Linked DNA regions of Mus musculus: all the other regions are linked to region 1. A link is a contact called in public HiCAR-type and promoter capture Hi-C data. All regions are on one chromosome and are shown on one strand. Each heading gives the region's core, a stretch centred on a gene start, on an enhancer-like site or on the middle of the called end of the contact. The rest is flanking DNA. Distances are from core to core; before and after follow the strand shown.

Evidence for each region. Promoter capture Hi-C pulls out the DNA fragments that hold promoters and counts their contacts. HiCAR-type assays count read pairs that join an accessible place to other places.
Region 2: a contact with region 1 is called in a HiCAR-type map of kidney, with 4 times the contacts expected there. The contact joins the promoter of Khk here to the promoter of Fgfr3 in region 1. A contact is called at or near these places in 1 of 39 promoter capture datasets (liver) and 1 of 115 datasets of contacts at active chromatin or transcription factors (kidney).
Region 3: a contact with region 1 is called in a HiCAR-type map of astrocytes, with 4 times the contacts expected there. The contact joins the promoter of Ucn here to the promoter of Fgfr3 in region 1.
Region 4: a contact with region 1 is called in a promoter capture Hi-C map of liver, with 4 times the contacts expected there. The contact joins the promoter of Gckr here to the promoter of Fgfr3 in region 1. A contact is called at or near these places in 2 of 39 promoter capture datasets (hippocampal neurons and liver) and 1 of 484 Hi-C or Micro-C datasets (liver).

What each region holds. Positions count from the first base shown.
Region 1 is chr5:33,720,468-33,722,987 of GRCm38.p6, reverse strand. Fgfr3 (fibroblast growth factor receptor 3) reads right to left here and starts at 1,264. Exons shown (of 18, transcript NM_008010.5): 1 at 1,060-1,264; 2 at 477-682. The coding sequence starts at 579. RefSeq lists enhancers at 794-852, 683-1,059 and promoters at 1,215-1,419, 579-1,419.
Region 2 is chr5:30,920,296-30,922,815 of GRCm38.p6, reverse strand. Khk (ketohexokinase) reads right to left here and starts at 1,257. Exons shown (of 9, transcript NM_001310524.1): 1 at 809-1,257. The coding sequence starts at 900. It overlaps Emilin1 (elastin microfibril interfacer 1), which reads right to left. Exons shown (of 8, transcript NM_133918.2): 8 at 1,541-2,201. The coding sequence ends at 1,864.
Region 3 is chr5:31,137,636-31,140,155 of GRCm38.p6, reverse strand. Ucn (urocortin) reads left to right here and starts at 1,261. Exons shown (of 2, transcript NM_021290.2): 1 at 1,261-1,359; 2 at 1,623-2,167. The coding sequence starts at 1,636. The coding sequence ends at 2,004.
Region 4 is chr5:31,296,298-31,298,817 of GRCm38.p6, reverse strand. It overlaps Gckr (glucokinase regulatory protein), which reads right to left and starts at 1,255. Exons shown (of 19, transcript NM_001374741.1): 1 at 1,139-1,255; 2 at 498-653; 3 at 36-104. The coding sequence starts at 1,198.

The sequences.
Region 1 (2,520 bases), core at 15-2,514:
GAAGCTGTCACCTTGTCATGCGAAACCCTGAAGCTGAGCTTTGGCTGGGATACTACTATCCACCCCGCAACGTCCAGCCTTCCTTTAGCTGAAGCAGAGGAAGAACTGTTCCGGGAGAACGGCTGAATCAATAACAGGCATTTTTCCTCCTCTCAAATTCGAGAAGCAACAATAGGAATCGTGGGAAGTCAGCTCGCGCGCCTTCCCAACGCCCCTCTGCCTGGGACCACCGTCACGGGCACCGGTCCACGTGACGCCTCGCACTTGGGTGGTGGCTCCCAGCCTACAGACACCCCTATAAACTGCCGCGTCCGAGCTGACAGCGATCTGCGGGGCAGGGGACAAACCTCGGCGCACTAGCCCCTGTGGTGCTAATCAACCCGACGCCCCTTCCTCACCCAAGGGCTGTTCACCATTGCCAAAGCCCCTGTGATTCAGGGCCGGCCCCCAGAAGAACACCTTGGGTCAGTCCTTACCTGCCGCTCTCCGCACAACTCGCTGCTCTGGACCAGGAGGCTCGGAAGTAGCTCCAGCCACGACCGCCACGCAGAACACTAGCACGCAGGCCGGGACTACCATGGCTCCAGAGCGGGGGCCGCGGCGTCCTCAAGCAGCGCGCGCGGGCATGCTGCAACCCCCCACGCCCGGCTCCGGCGCCGGTGGGAGAACGCCTCTGTGGAGACTACAGGAGGAGAGCACTGAGTTACTCCGGAGGGCAGCGGGGAAGCGCGGCCTCGCTCCTGAACCCCGACCCCCGGCCGCCCCGCCCGCCGACTCCTAGCTCTCTCCCGGGCTGCCTGGCGCCGGCCGCCTCCTCCCAGCCGCGGTTCCTCCCTCCTCCTTCCCTCCCTGGTTGCCGCAGAGCCCTCCCAGGACGGAGGCAGTAGCCGCAAACTTTCCAGAGCGGGAAGCCCGCGCCTTGCCCCGGCCTCGCCGCACTTACGAACCGCTCCACTTCCCGCATATCTCACCCCCTGACTGCTTCTGAGCCCGCCCGGAACCTCCGAGTGCCAGCCGAGTCCTTCACACTAACCTGGCGGCCGCTAGAGCCCAACTCACCACGCGCGGCTCCGTCTCTCGGCCCGCTTTTCCAGGGTCTCCTCTGTCCCAGTGGCCGGCCGCCCACCACTGAGTCCCCCCGCCGGAGTGGATCGCACGGCGCCAGCTGCTCCCGCCACCCCCGCTGCCACAGTGCACTGAACTGGGGCTGCCCGGCGCGCAGCAGCCCGGGCGGGGGTTGGGGGGTGCTCCCGCCACGCCCCGAACACTCCCCTTCCCCGGCGGCCAGGGGGCGGGAGATCCGAAGAGGCGTGGTCAGGCGGGGGCGCCGGGCGGTCCCAGAGGGCGTGGGAGCCCAGCTGGGGCGGAGCAGGCGAGGCAAGGGTCGCACGCTCGACCCCTTGAAGCAATGCCGAGCTCAGGACTGTCTACCAGCACGCTTCTCCCTCCAATAAAGCTGTGCTCAAGGGCTCAGAAGGTTGACTTCGGTGGGGGTCTAGGTGTTAGGGCGTCTTCACAGTGAACTGGCCCCCTGAGCTGAATGAACCCTGTGCAAAGAGCACTAAATCCTCAGGTACAAAGCCTGACAGTTCCAGGAAGACAAATACAAATACGTGTGAACAGGTCTTCCAGTGAAGGATGGAGCAGAGTTTACATGATGAAAGACCCAGGGATTGCACCCTAGAAAAGACGGACACGCTGCTGTATTTATCAAACTAACCAGCTGCCTGCATCCTGCTCAGGAACGATGTCCACACTTCCCCAAGAACACACAGGTTTTGGAAGAAACTTACCCAGCCTCTCGGAATAGCGAGAAGAGCTGGGGATACAAAGCAGGGGAGCCTGCCCTACCCTAAGGCTGCCTGAACTCCAACCTATGGATGTCCTAGCACAGCACGCCCATCATGTGGGACACATTCCATCTGGGGAGTGTCACAATGACAGCTGGTCCCTGGAGGATCAGCCTGGTCACCCCATCATGCTGGCAAGCTGTAGGTCCTGCCTGGCAGAACTTCTGTAACAGCAACCACCCTGTGACTGATGGCCTCTCTACCCTCACAAGGCAGGGAACCTTGTCTCACTTTCAGACAAGTTCCACAAGGTCTGATGAAGCCTATGGGAGCCAGATACATGGGGACCTGGCTCAGTGCTTCTGCCCAGTCTGGCTGTATGTGGCTTGAAGAACTTAAAACTGCTCATGGGGGGGGTGGGGGGGGGAATGGCTCGTGGGTTACGAACACCTTTCACTGGCTTACTCATCACCCTTATCTTTCCCAGATAGCTGAGCAGGGAAAGCCCTGGCCCCAGAACCCTCATGCTCTCATCCCTGTGTGTCCACCCTAGAGCTGGGCAGCTCTGCCTACTGTTACTCCTGCTCTGGCCAAGGACCCCTCCCTGCAGACTGGCTAGAATCCAGTCCTGGGTTCCCATGGCACCCCCAGGCAGCTGCCCACAGGTCCTCTCCCAGGATGCCACCCCAGGGGGTCATAGCAGACATTCTCCCCTAATCTATTGGCAGAT
Region 2 (2,520 bases), core at 8-2,507, 2.8 Mb after region 1:
GGACACTTTAACTTCTACCAGACAATTGAGAATGTTCTGAGAACATCCACTAAGATGTTTACCCACCTTTGTAAAGACCCCTCTTGGCACTTAGCTCCAGGAGAAAGCCTGCTGTGGCTCAGGAGCCAAGTTTCTCCCTGTCTGACCCAGAGAGCCTCCAGCTTTGCTTACACTGCCGGCCAGTCCTTGAGCTAGGCAAGGCTCAAACGCCAGGGCCAGGCTTTTAAATGTGAGTAGTTTAACATCACATACCACTCACTGCTAGCGACCTGGTGTTTTATTTTAGCTGTAAGCGGTAAATTAGAAGTGCATAGGCTAGGAGTTGGGAGACCTGGGGGTTTGGGGTGAGGAAAATTTGTCTGGCACCTTATCAGGTGTGTGAGGGCTCAGGAGGGAAAAAAATCATTACAGCCCTCTCTGTAAACTGAGGATTTTGATGATCGGCAGATTGAAATGGTAAACAGCCAACAACACACTAGTGAAAGCCTGGGTTTTGATTCAGGCATACGTTTGCACTCTTGTTAATTCTGGAGGCTAAAGGAGTTTAGGCCAGCTTGGGCTACAAAGCAAGACTCCGAAAACAAAACAACACACCCCCTGGGTCTTGGTTTTAAAGGTCTCCAGTCTCATGTCTTCATTCTCACAGAGTACCCCTTAGGGACCCGGGACAGAGAACGCCAAGCTGAACTCAGGCCTCACCACATGGAGACAGAGGGCTATCCCTGGTTTAGCAGCCGATTAGCAGTGACACGCAAAAAGACAGGACCACAGCGGCCCTGGGATCTCCGAGGGGCTTGGGCGCCCCTACCTGCGATCCGTGTCTTCCTCTGGGTATTTGTCCACCACATTGATGATGTCCAGCACCACCAGCCCCACGCACAGGATCTGCTTCTCTTCCATGAGGCTGCTCCCCAAGCTTCCTACCCGCAAGCAGAGGGGGTTCCTGCTGGGCTCTGCCTCTTATCTACTGGAGGACCGTGTCCCAACTTCTCACTGGCTACCTTGGCTCCTCCTCTGCGTGCAGAACTCCTCCCGCAGGGAGCTTTCTGCTTTGCAAGGGTGGGTTACCTAGCCCGGCCAATGGCAGGCCCTCTCACTTTTCCGCCTCAGCTGTCAAAGCGAAAGCGCACTAGTAATGCATCGCCTTTCCGATCCCTCTGCGCCTGCTGCAGACCCTGGACCACCCGGACTAGCACAGTCTGGCAACAGAAACTTCGCCTTCGCAGGCGGAGCACAGAAGCAAGCGTTCTCTCCCTCGCCCCGCCAAGGTGGCCCACCCGGCCGAGGCCCCGCCCCCCCCCCCCGCGCCAGATTAACGGTGTCACGTGACGGGGAACGCTGCCAGCCTTCGCAGTGGTTCTGGCCTAGCGCCCCCTAGCGGCCGCTGTGGGGACCGGTGGCCGTGACCCTGAGTCCGCAGGTGCCCTTAGTAGGGAGCACACCCAAAGATCACCAGCCTAGGTTCCCTCCGTAGAACTCTGTTTCCTCCTGTCCTGTCCCTTAACTACCCCCAAACATGTACTAGAGCAGAATAGCTATGTTTTGTAGAAAAAAAAAAAGTGTCTTTATTCCTGAATAGTTTAGTACGGTGGTGTGGACTGGGGAGAGCCCTGGAGGGTAGGTTCCTCTTCCGCAGCTTGGGTCCCGGAGAGGGCTCTGGTGGGGACGGCAATGAGGCCAAAGGTCAAGAGGAGATGCCTCGGTCCCATAGACCACGCAGTCACAACGTACGGAGTGACCGATTTGGATGCCTGAACCGCAGCGGGACGTGGTCGCCAGACTTGCCCTTGCCTTGGTGGGTAGCCACCATCCAGGTGGCTCTGCGGCCCCTGTAGATAAGTTTGGTGGTCGGGTCCACCCTGTCTACACCTGTTCAAGCTCTGTGTCCTCGTAGAGCAGGGCTCCGCTGAAGATGGTGAGCGGCTCCTCGGAGTGTGCCAGCTGCCCCATGACCAGGTCGATGCAGACAGTGTCTCCGACCTGCAGTGGCAGAATGAGGCTGAAGACGCCCAGAGCGCCTGGGCTGGGCTGACTTTCGGCCACAGGCTTATTCTCCAGTCCCTCGGGTTCATAGCCTCCCGAGTCTATGCGGGCCACGCCCAGGTTGGAGCGTGACAATACTGCTTCCACTTTCTCATGCCGGTGCCCAGTAAGTACAGCGCTCAGCAAATAGCGTCCAGCCAGTGGTGCAGTGAATACACCTGGAGACAAGGATGACAGTCAGGAGGGGAGACGCTGGCTGGGACAAGGAAGGTCTCTCGGAGAGTGGGTACAGCACTCCTGGCTGTGGAGTGGCCCACCCGTCCTTTCCCTGCTATTCCACTAACTGTACACTGTAGGAATCCCCTGCTGCATCTCCAGCAGTTGCTGCAGAGTGTGTGCTGGAGTCTGTCCCAGTAAAGATCCGTGTGGTGTGGATGTCTCCTCCCCTCCCCCACTCTCTCTTTGCCTAACTGTGGTGTGAGTGCATGGAAAGAATAGAGGTCTTTGTAATTACAAGTGAAAAGCTGTACTTGTCTG
Region 3 (2,520 bases), core at 12-2,511, 2.6 Mb after region 1:
TCCCCACTCTGTATAGATACAACTTCCTGTCTAGAGTTGAGACTTGAACTCAGCATTGTGGATGCTAGTCACGTGCTCTAACAACTAAGCAACATCCCTAGACTAGAGTGGCTATCACGCTTAACTTTTCTAGGTCCTAGTGCCTTTCGAGACCCTGTCAGGGACTTTATAGGCACAGAAATAGATACATTATTATCTGGGATCTGCAGTGGCTATGAATAAGACCCTTCAGAAGAGCACAGACCTGTCTGTAACTGGAAAGAAGCAGAGGCTGTTCATTTACAAAGACAGACGCCAATGGTTTCAGAAGTGAGGGACCTGACTACACAAGCTGGTGGCAGAGGAGGAACTTGGGCCAAAGTTTTCTCACTTCTACCTAGTGATTTCTTCGTTTTCGTGTGTGTGTTTGTGTGTGTGTGTGTGTGTGTGTGTGTGTGTGTGTGTGTGTGTGTGTGTGTTCAAAACTGGGTTTCTTTGTGTAGTCTTGGAACCAGCTCAGTAGACCAGTCTGGCCTCAAACTCAGAGATCTGCCTGCCTCTGTCTCCTGGGTGCTATGATTAAAGGAGTGCACCAGCACCACCCCAGCTCCTGACCTAGAAGGTAAAAAGGTATAATAGTACTGTTTCTGTGTTTCCTAGGAAAAAGCTGACTTTGCCAAACTCAGGAGGTACGTTAAGTTCTGAAAGCCAAACACCCTTTTATGCCATTCTGACACCTGTAGATTTTAGTTTGTACTGCTGTACAATGGTCAGTAGAATGGGTCAGACCCACTGTATTGGAGAGCCTTTGGGTGGGACTGTGTTGTCTGAGCCCCTGCCAGCAGAGCATTTCTGATCTCAATTTGAGGACCCAGTAGCCGGCCTAGGGACCGTGTCTAAGCAGCCCAGGCTTCTCCCCAGAACTTCTGTCCAGATTGTGGCTGTGAAGAAGTTCGGAACCACGGACAGCTCCACAGTCCTCCCTCTCTACTTGAGAAGAGAAACAACCCCTGACTATTCCTGCTCTGGAGACATTGGTGGTTCTGTGTCGGGGAAGGACTCTGCATCCGGAAGATCTATCTTTATGGCTCTGCCAGCTTCTCCCTCTACAGCCAGGGTGCTTCCAAAGATAGCTCCAGGGACACAAAGTCAGGATACGCACCCCTCTGGGGGCTCGAAGCTGCTGGACTCAAAGCTGCCGGTGTCATTGTTTCTACAATCAGTTCATGTTCTTCGCTGACGTCAGTCGGAGCTGTCCTGGTGCTATATAAGGCTGGCGGCGGTCCCGGGACAGACCCCGTGCTCCCCAAGGCGTCTTCAGCCCGTCCCCGGGGACAGAGTGGAGCTCCATCTTGCACTGGGCAGACACTCCGATAACCTGTGAGTGGCTTGAAGCAACGATCCAGACTCCCTTACCACCAAGACTCTGCACTCAGCCCACCCACTGTGACCTGCCGGGAGGGAAGGAGGGAGAGAGGGGTGGAACTGGACTGGCACAGCGCCTAGGGCTGGTGGGCAGGATGTGGACACCAGGCAACAGCTGGAGGGTCTCGGCAGGGGCACTGGGCGTGCGCGCCAAGGGGCTCGTGTTACCTGCGGCTGCTCCAAGTGCACCTCACCCTATGCTGCCCCTGTGTGTCCAGGGCAGGCGGCACCATGATACAGAGGGGACGCGCTACGCTCCTGGTGGCGTTGCTGCTCTTGGCACAGCTTCGCCCGGAGAGCAGCCAGTGGAGCCCAGCGGCTGCGGCGGCAACTGGGGTCCAGGATCCGAATCTGCGATGGAGCCCTGGAGTGCGGAATCAGGGCGGCGGCGTCCGCGCGCTCCTCTTGCTGTTAGCGGAGCGCTTCCCGCGCCGCGCAGGATCTGAGCCTGCGGGCGAGCGGCAGCGACGGGACGACCCTCCACTGTCCATCGACCTCACCTTCCACCTGCTGCGGACCCTGCTGGAGCTAGCTCGGACACAGAGCCAGCGCGAGCGCGCAGAGCAGAACCGCATCATATTCGATTCGGTGGGCAAGTGATCGGCCCCGTATGGGGTCACGAAAGCCTTGACCCTTTCCCTTACCTACCCCGGGGCTGGAACGCGCACAACCGGAGCTGTCTCAGTCCCGCGGTGCAGCGCCGCCCAGAGTCACCCTGAATACTCTGAGTGGTTATTTTTTAATAAAACTGCCCAAGAGCTTAGCCTCTATCTTCTGTCATAGTGGTGAGAGGGCACCGGCAACTACAGTTAGGGTAAGAACTTTTGGGAAAGTGGAGCTCTCCAGGCCGGTAGGAGAGACAAGCATGCTAAATGAGATGGGAGAGGAAGCCTATTAAATTCCTGGGAGCCCTTCCCCCAACCCGCCAGATCCCGGAACTCGGAGGTCTGATACCCTTTCAGGGTCTCCGGCTTAGGAGGCAACCTCTAGTGTAAAGGGAATGGCCACGAGGGACTATTTCGCCTCCGCCCCTTCAGATGGTCTGGGGTTGAGAAAGGGTAGAGCGATGGCGAGGTTGCTTCTATAGCTGAGCCTAGGAGTGGACAGCAAAAGGAG
Region 4 (2,520 bases), core at 6-2,505, 2.4 Mb after region 1:
TTTGGATGGATGAGAAGCAGGTGGGGAATTTGTACCTTCAGCACTTCCTGGACCTTGCCAGCCACTTGCAACATGGTGGTCAGAACTGACTCACTGTACAGTCGCTGTAGAGAGTGGACAGGAATCAGGATGGAGAAATGGGGTGGGGGGGTAGAGGTGAGAGAAAGGCAGTGAGATGACTCAGTGAGTTAAGAGGATTGTGGCCAAGTCTGATGATCTGAGTTTAATCCCAGGGACCCACATGGTGAAAGGACAGACTGATTCCCAAAAGTTGTCCTCTGACTTCCACACATTTCCTCATGGAACAAATCCTTCCACATCACAAAACAGATAAATAAATTTTAAAAATGGGAATGGGGAGGGGAGGAAGAAATGGAAGATGATGGATTGAGATTGAAGGAGAGGGATCAGGATTTCCTGTATCAGGAGGGTAGAGGTGGAAGTGTGGCCGACTTGACATCTTTATTTGCAGTGTCTGAGATTTGACTGTGGGTCACCTGGTAGGTGGGCATGATTTGCCCCTCCTCCTGGAATATCTCAGCATCACACTGCCCCAGCAGTTGAACAATTTTCTCTGCATCTGCTTTGTCCAAGTTCCGGGTCAGTGGGTTGGACTTCTCTGTGATTGGCACAGCTGCTTCATACCCTGACAACTAGAGACACACAAGGGTAGGGACAGAAAGCCAAAGTCTGCCTTATGCCTGCTGGACTGGAGGTGGGAGTGGCAGGAGGCCCAGTGTTTGGCTTAGATTCACATACTTCACACACACCGACTTGTGCACATACATGCACACATAAGGCACACACCATTCACATACTAAAAACTTAGTCTTCATGTGATGTTCTGAGCCTATTAGGAAAGGAAGATCATAAGGAAAGGTAAGGGGAAAGGTGCCTATCATGGTAAGTGTGCCTGCAATTCAGGCATTTGGAAAGTGAAGCTGCAACAAAGGGATCAGGAGTTCAAGGCTATCCTCAGATACATAGCAAGTTTGAGGCCAGCCTGGGCTAGACCGTGTAGCAAAAGAAAAAAAAAAAAAAATAGAAGAGGGAGTAGAAGTCCAGAGCTGAGGCCAGTCCAAACTTAACAGTATTTTAGGAATCAGAAGAGAAGGCTGAAATGGAGAAAGAACCTTACCTCCCATTCCCCAGGCTCAGGGGTCTCGATCACATGCTGATACCGCTTGGTGCTTGGCATGGTCCCACACTGCAGACTCTCCAACCCGCCTGCCTCTGCACTCACGCAATCTGTTCTGGCCCCAATAATTTGCTTCCAGTTGGCAGGGTCTTATCTGAGCCATGGAGATGATTAACCTAAGAACCCTGCCTCTCAAAACACCACCCCCTACGCCCCTCTCTTCAACACCCGTTCCTGTCGCCGGGGCTTCCAGCCCTCACAGGAGCTCCTGAGGGTCCTCTTTGCGTATACTCTGGCTTGCCAGCCTCTGCCCTTGGAGAAGAGGACCAGACGTTCTTTGCTTTTGCCCTTGCAGAACACCCAGGTCAGAAAGAATCCCTGAACAAATCTGTGGCCCAAATGCCTCCAAAGGCCAGAGATCAGGGTCAGTAGAAGTCAGAGGACTCAGGTCATGGCTTGATCACATGTCAGCATGCAGTCCTTCCCTGCCCCACTGGCTCATTTTATCTGCTCCTCTCTGAAAGAAAAGCAATAGACGCTTCTGGACCCCAGGTGTGCGAACACTGAACTGGATATCACAGAGGAGATGTCACAGAAATAGAAATACTGCTAAGAACAACGAGGACCAAGAAATTGCCCTAAATACCACAGTCTCTATTTCTCCTGACCCACTTTCTCCCAAATGGCAGACATCATTGGATACATGGACACATGGACACATAGATACATAGAAGCCATTGTTGGCATTGTTTTTAGATGAGGAAACAGCCTCAGACAAGTGGTTGGCTATTTAGGATCACACAGATTTCATACTCAGCTAACATATGAAATAATTTAAGGACCTAACATGTCTACATGTTTACTGAATGAATGCAACAACTAACAAGTTGTTGAATAATACTTATTCATACAGTGACAGAAGGTTTTTAAAGACTCTTGTTGCCGGGCAGTGGTGATGCACCCCTTTAATTCCAGCACTCGGGAGACAGAGGCAGGTGGATTTCTGAGTTTGAAGCCAGTCTGGTCTACAGAGTGAGTTCCAGGACAGCCAGGGCTACACAGAGAAACCCTGTCTTGGAAAAAAAAAAAAAAAAAAAAAAAAAAAAAAGACCCTTGTCCAGTGTTTGACACTATTGATATTCTAACAATTGTTTCATGTTTCTATGCTTTAAGGGTAGAAAACCTGAGGTGTGGGTTAACCGATTTCTCTCAAAGGAATGTGTTACACTCACACCCACGGGGGGGGGGGGGGGGGGAGAGAGAGAGAGATCTGCTTTTAAATTGCTCTTATATGCCCAGCCCTCTTTTTAATCCTTTCTAGTTCTTATAATGATGCCAGGCACATAGAAGATGATCAGTAAATATTTGCTGAATAAACGAAA